2 separate regions of the Mus musculus genome follow, and region 2 is linked to region 1. Evidence: chromatin contacts called from public HiChIP or PLAC-seq data. All regions are on one chromosome and are shown on one strand. Each heading gives the region's core, a stretch centred on a gene start, on an enhancer-like site or on the middle of the called end of the contact. The rest is flanking DNA. Distances are from core to core; before and after follow the strand shown.

Region 1 (2,700 bases), core at 43-2,542:
TCACAGGCAGGAGTAAGTCCAGGTCAAAAAGAATGAATTGTTTCAAATGTTGCTAACGGTTTTTCCCAACAAAGAATTTTTTCAAGGAGGGTGCAACCAGATCTGTTGTAACTGGCAAAACAAAACATGAAGGTTATGCTGTGGGGATTTAGTGGCTCCATTGGCTGAATATTTGCGAGGCACAGCATTGCTCTGAGTAAGGTTGTGCAATTCTCTTTTATTCTTGAGGACAGGCAGATGCTCAGAGGTGTCTATGTGCAAAGGTCTTGGTTACTGCTAACTTGAAAGATTTTTCAGGACGCAAGAGGATAAAAAAAATGCATGTTTATTGTCTTTTAAAACACACTTTCCATTAGGCTGTGGCTTCCAGCCCTGGCTTCACAGCCGGCAGCTAGCTTTCAGGAAAATGGGGCTCTGGTGTAGTAGCGCAGTTAATGAGGAAAGGATGGCTAGGAAACCCCAACTTATAACCCCATCAAGGGAATTCTCATTGGCAGACACACTAGGAAATGGTACCTCAAAAAGGGTCGTGGGAAGATGGTAATTTTCTTTAGGTGAGTTTTGGAAAGATGCTAAGTGAAATACTGTTTAGGCGATGGGATTAATCGCGCAGCTTACATCGAATGTGCCGGAAATCATGCTCTGTGCAAATGAAAATGAAGGAGTTTTATGCATATTCTAATTTTCCCTCTTTGGCTGCTATTTTGGAGGAAAAGGCTTCTTTTGCTGATGGTGGGACTTTTTTGTTCTGCACAGGAAATGTGTAAATGAACACATTTTTCCCCCTGTTTTTCCTTTCCATTTCCCTCCTCCACTCTCCCCCTCCCTTTGTCAATAACCACATGTAGTTAGGATACTGAGTTCAGATTCTGAGCCCTGACTGCTTTCCCTTTCCAGGTAAGCAGGCAACAGACCCATTGGCAGACCCCTGGGGTCATTAGGCTTGGCCTTTGGGAATGGAAGTGAAGTTTCTATAATACTGAGGTGGAGGATTTGTAGTAGCAACTTCGTCTGGAATCTCTTCTCACTTTAGATCCTACCGGAGCTTATAAACAATGTGGTGGAAGTGCCCTGACTATTAAGACTAGTAAGGGGAGTGATTTTTAATTATACCGTGACAAGCAAGCGACTTTCTACTTCCATTTTCATAAGCCAATCATCTACTGGGGCTTAGTTAATAGGGGCTCTTGGCGATCCTCTGGCGGACTTTGTGCGAACTCCTGAACCGAGCTAGTGAAGGGTGTGTGGAGACTGAGGGCGGGAGAGAGAGGGTTGCTGAAAGGAAAGGGGTTGCTCCCTCCATCCCCTCCTGCGCTGGGCAGGCTTTTCAAAACTAATTCAGGGTAGGGCGGGGCGAGGGAAGACGCCAACAGACTTGAGTTTCTCCCTTTTCAGTCTCTGGATAAACAAAACCTCGGGAACAATCTTCTTCCCAGTTTAGACTGAAAAGCGTGGCGCGACTCGAGCCCGCGCGCTCTTGCGCTCTACCGCGCCTCGGGAAGCAGGGCGCCGGGCTCCACGGTCCGGCCGGGCCTCCGCGCTCTCCTCGCGGCCCTTGGGGAGCCTCCCGGCCCGGCCTGTTGGCGCTGGACGGTCCCTGGACCCAAGGACCCTCGCGGCGGAACCCAGCCATCCTCCAGCCCTGGCTCCCCGAGCTCGGACGCAGCTCGCTAAGGCGCCTGGCGCTGTCTGCCAAGTGCCGGGAGACCCTCCGGCCGCGTGCCCGGGGCTCCGCAAGGAGGAACCGCTGGGAAAGGCCGGAGCGGGCGCCCGGAGAAGGCCTGCGGCGACGCCGCCGGGGCCTGGAACCCTCCGGCGGCGGGCTTCTCGGTCGTCTAGCGGCACCGCCCCTCCTCCGCAGGTCCTCACCGGACCTTCGGCCAGCCCGGTCCCCGGCCTGGGGGGTTCGCTCCTCTCTCTCTCTTCTCACAACAGTCACGTGGCTGAAGGGTGGTTTGGGCACCGGGAGGCTCCTTCCTCCTGGCTGGTGGTGATGTCTTAAACTTTTCCTCTCCAGTTGTTTATATATAGTTTCGGCTTTCTTTAAATGCCTTCACTTCCTAAGTGAGCAGAAGGGAGCTCAAGGCTGAAAGAAAAGGCCCAACGAGAAGGAAATCACTTCTGACTTTTCAGACCTTTTCACTTGCCCCTTTCTCCACCGCGGGCCCAGGATTCACACCAGCAGCTGAGGTTTAGACCTCTTCCTTCATTGGGGCCTAGACCAGTGTCTGCACTTAAGCCTTCCCAGTAAATGGCTGGGTAAGGGATGGCTTCCTTAGACAGGATGCCCTCACTTTGAGGGTGCAGTTTTTTTTTTTCCTTACTCAGCTGAAAGGCAGATAAACACATATGTGTTATCTTGGTGTTATTTATGAAGCTATGCCCCCAAGGGGAGCGGCTAAAGTTTTGGAAATATTTTTCTTGGTTATATATATATATATATATATATATATATATATGCTTTGAATTTTAGGATGATGAAGTTAATCTTAAGGCATTTCCTTTACATTTTGCTGTCTTTTGAAAACAAATTTACTTCTTTAATAAGAGGTGAAGAATACCTTGCAAAAGGAAGTTAATCTCTCATAGAAACGACAAGATTTCTTACCTTCTCCTGCTGCTCTATTACAATTGGACACTTTTTAAACTGACTCACTTTCTTTGTTGTGTCTTTTGCATCATTTAATGATTCTTGTTCTT
Region 2 (2,848 bases), core at 180-2,679, 930 kb after region 1:
ACAAACATCTTGAGAGCTTCGCAGGTGTACCAGGATACCGGTGAATCCATTTTGATGGAGATATACCCCTGCTGCCCTGATTAGCTGAAGCTGCATGCCTGGGGAGGTGGCTTGGCCTGCGTGCGTGGATGGGAACTGAGAGTATAAAAGAGTGAGAGGCCCAGGGAGATAAACAAGGGAGATATAAACAAGGGAGATATAAACAAGAAGAAACAGGACTGAATAAACGTTTGCAGAAGGGTCCTGTTGCAGCGTCGTTCTTCCTGGCCAGTTGGGCGCGCGCAAAAATGAAGTACTGATCCAGTCAGCAACATAGATGTTCTTCAAAGGCATTATTTTAAGAGGACAAAGAGGACGAGGAAGGGCTTTAGAGTGACCGAGGCTTTTATGCGTGGTGTTGAACTGCACATTTTACAATTTACAGACATGTACAGCAGACTTTTTGGTACCTTAGCTTAAAGATTGTAACAGATGTGTATTAATAGCTTACTTCATTTTCTCATCAAGATAAAACACTTAGAAACAAGCTATTTAGTGTATCAATTTCCTTAGCCAAGAGATCTAAGAAACTATTTGTATAGCAGTCTCCATAAGATTAATGAGAGAATGGTTGTGAAATGTTTTGAATGCCTTAAAGGGAAGCTGCTATGTGAATATAAAGCATTGTTATTAATTAGGCAGCTATTTTTTGCTTTTGCTATGAAGTTTATGATTGTCTTCATTTTTCATTTTATTTTTAATGAATTGTAACAATAAAATGTGGTAGCCAAGTTATAAAATGAAACAATGTGCTAATGAGGCTAAAATTTGTAATTAGGATTTGAAATATTGGTCTGTCGAAAGATAATTATTCTAATGATTGTTTCTGTGTGTACACAAGCTACAATCTTATGAAGTCCATGTAGCTTACTTTGCAGTTTTTCTGTGGAGCACAGTTCCAGACTGTATGTCCTCTGAGATGTTCCTAGCTTAGTTGTAAGTCTGAAGGGAAAGACCCAGATAGGAGGGAGAAATTCATGCTGATCATAAAAGAATACACTTTTTGAAGTATTGAAGTATTGAAGGTATCTCCAGCTAAATATAGACCCTGACCTTCTTAGAAGACATTTTATCTCTCTGTGAACATTAACTTAAAGGTAGTTTTCAATTCTTGAATCCAATCAAAAATTTAATTTTTTTCCTTTACCAAATACAAAATAAATGATTAGAATATTCCCATTGTAAAATAACTGCCACTACTCATTTTATGGCAGAGTGTGACATTGTCCTGGTCTTTGAAGTCATAGATAATCAAGCTCAATATAGCCCAGACTACGTGAGTTTCTCTATCTATCCACTGATGTGACTTCCTCGGGACCTTTTACTCTGTTCACATCAAGTTCATTCTTCTTTCTATATTATTATGCAAATGTGTCCTCCTATGCCTCTGATTCAACACGAAGTGGGACAAAACTCCTGGAAAGCATCCAGAGGGCCTTTCACGCATGGGAGACACTCAGTGGTAACTCAGGAGTCAGCTGACAATGCAAGACATTTTCTAGTGTGAGAACAAAATTAAGAGGAGAAAATCCATTTGAATTTCTTTGAAAACTGAGGTCATTTAGACTACATTTCTTAAGTGAAATTCAAACTAATTTTTCAGAACAAACCAGTCTCCATAACTCCAAAAGAATATTTTCAAAAACAACATGAGATACAATGGTTCTTTTATTTCTTGAATGCTGTGTGTGTCTTGCTCCAACATATTATTTAATCAGTAGGGCTGGCTCTTCATAGTCATTTAAAGAAATTACCTATAACTAACCTCCTGGATATAACGCAGGACACAAAAGAGAACCACAGAAGAGTACATTTTTTTCTTTTTTTGTTATTTCTCAACAGCATTATTTCTGAGAATTAGAAAATGTAGACAGTTGACCACATGATCCAGCTATCTTGCCTTTTTCAAATGTTGAGATGAATAAAACCATCATATCCTGTGGCAGAGAGATGGATCAAGCAGTTAAAAGCATGTATGCTGCTCTTGAAGAGGATCAGAGTTTGGCTCCTACCATTAAAGTTTGGTGGCTAAAAACTACCTGTAACGCCAGCTCTGGTAGACCAGATATCCTCTCCTGAACTCCACAATAGGAAGAAGTTATGGCAGTCAACTTCTCTAGTTGTTTATGCTCACTAAGCTATGTGAGAGTAATATTGTTTATAGGAATTTACCTAAGTTCATTCAGTAAAGCTTGATGTTAGAAAACCTGTGACTGTGAGTCTCAAAGTTCATTTCCTTCCTGGTACTCCATAAAAGTAGACAGAGGAATCGCATTGGAGGAGTAAAGATTTAGAGGAATATGGGTCTTTTCAACTTCTGTGTACCAGTACATTGAAGGTCATGAAAAATACTTGTTGAATGACTAACAATAAATGCCACTCTTGAAAGCTTCATTAATTCCCTGGGCCACTAGACTGTGAGAGTTTTATATGAATTATTCCGTTTAATCTTTTGTAACCCATGTAGGATTATAGGACTTCCATGGATACCAGGGCTTTTTCTATATCATTTGCGGTTTTCACTTCCACTCTAAGAGAAATCCATCAGTTTTATACTGGAAAGCATTGAAAGTTTTGAGAGAAGATAGTTGCTGATGATCCAAAATTGAGAATTTTATTCTATGAGTTGTAAACGTAGAAATTAAAGGAAAGAAACATAAAAAAGTGTTGTAGAAAATTAAGATACCTGAGGGTCTGAAGAGATGTTTGAGTGGGTAACTGTACAAGTATGCAGACTCCTGTTTGAGTATCCAGCACCCACACAAAGCCTGGGTAAGTATTGCCTGCATGTGTAACCCCAGAACTGGTG

Evidence for each region. HiChIP or PLAC-seq counts read pairs in DNA pulled down with a chosen protein or histone mark.
Region 2: a contact with region 1 is called in an H3K4me3 HiChIP or PLAC-seq map of stem cell-derived neural progenitor cells, with 7 times the contacts expected there. The contact joins two enhancer-like sites. A contact is called at or near these places in 4 of 39 promoter capture datasets (the HPC-7 cell line, cranial neural crest, embryonic stem cells and 1 more) and 7 of 115 datasets of contacts at active chromatin or transcription factors (embryonic basal ganglia, embryonic forebrain, embryonic hindbrain and 4 more).

What each region holds. Positions count from the first base shown.
Region 1 is chr12:49,399,844-49,402,543 of GRCm38.p6, forward strand. All of the region lies in intron 2 of 3110039M20Rik (RIKEN cDNA 3110039M20 gene), which reads left to right. Among named protein-coding and RNA genes, the nearest start is that of 3110039M20Rik, 12 kb to the left of the region's middle. Within about 2 kb of position 1,293, at least 122 of the 459 cell types and tissues checked have an H3K27ac peak or open chromatin away from gene starts, as enhancers often do. A contact at or near this core is called in stem cell-derived neural progenitor cells, where this site is marked.
Region 2 is chr12:50,331,967-50,334,814 of GRCm38.p6, forward strand. No RefSeq gene overlaps it. Among named protein-coding and RNA genes, the nearest start is that of Gm34523, 110 kb to the left of the region's middle. Within about 2 kb of position 1,430, at least 8 of the 459 cell types and tissues checked have an H3K27ac peak or open chromatin away from gene starts, as enhancers often do. A contact at or near this core is called in stem cell-derived neural progenitor cells, where this site is marked.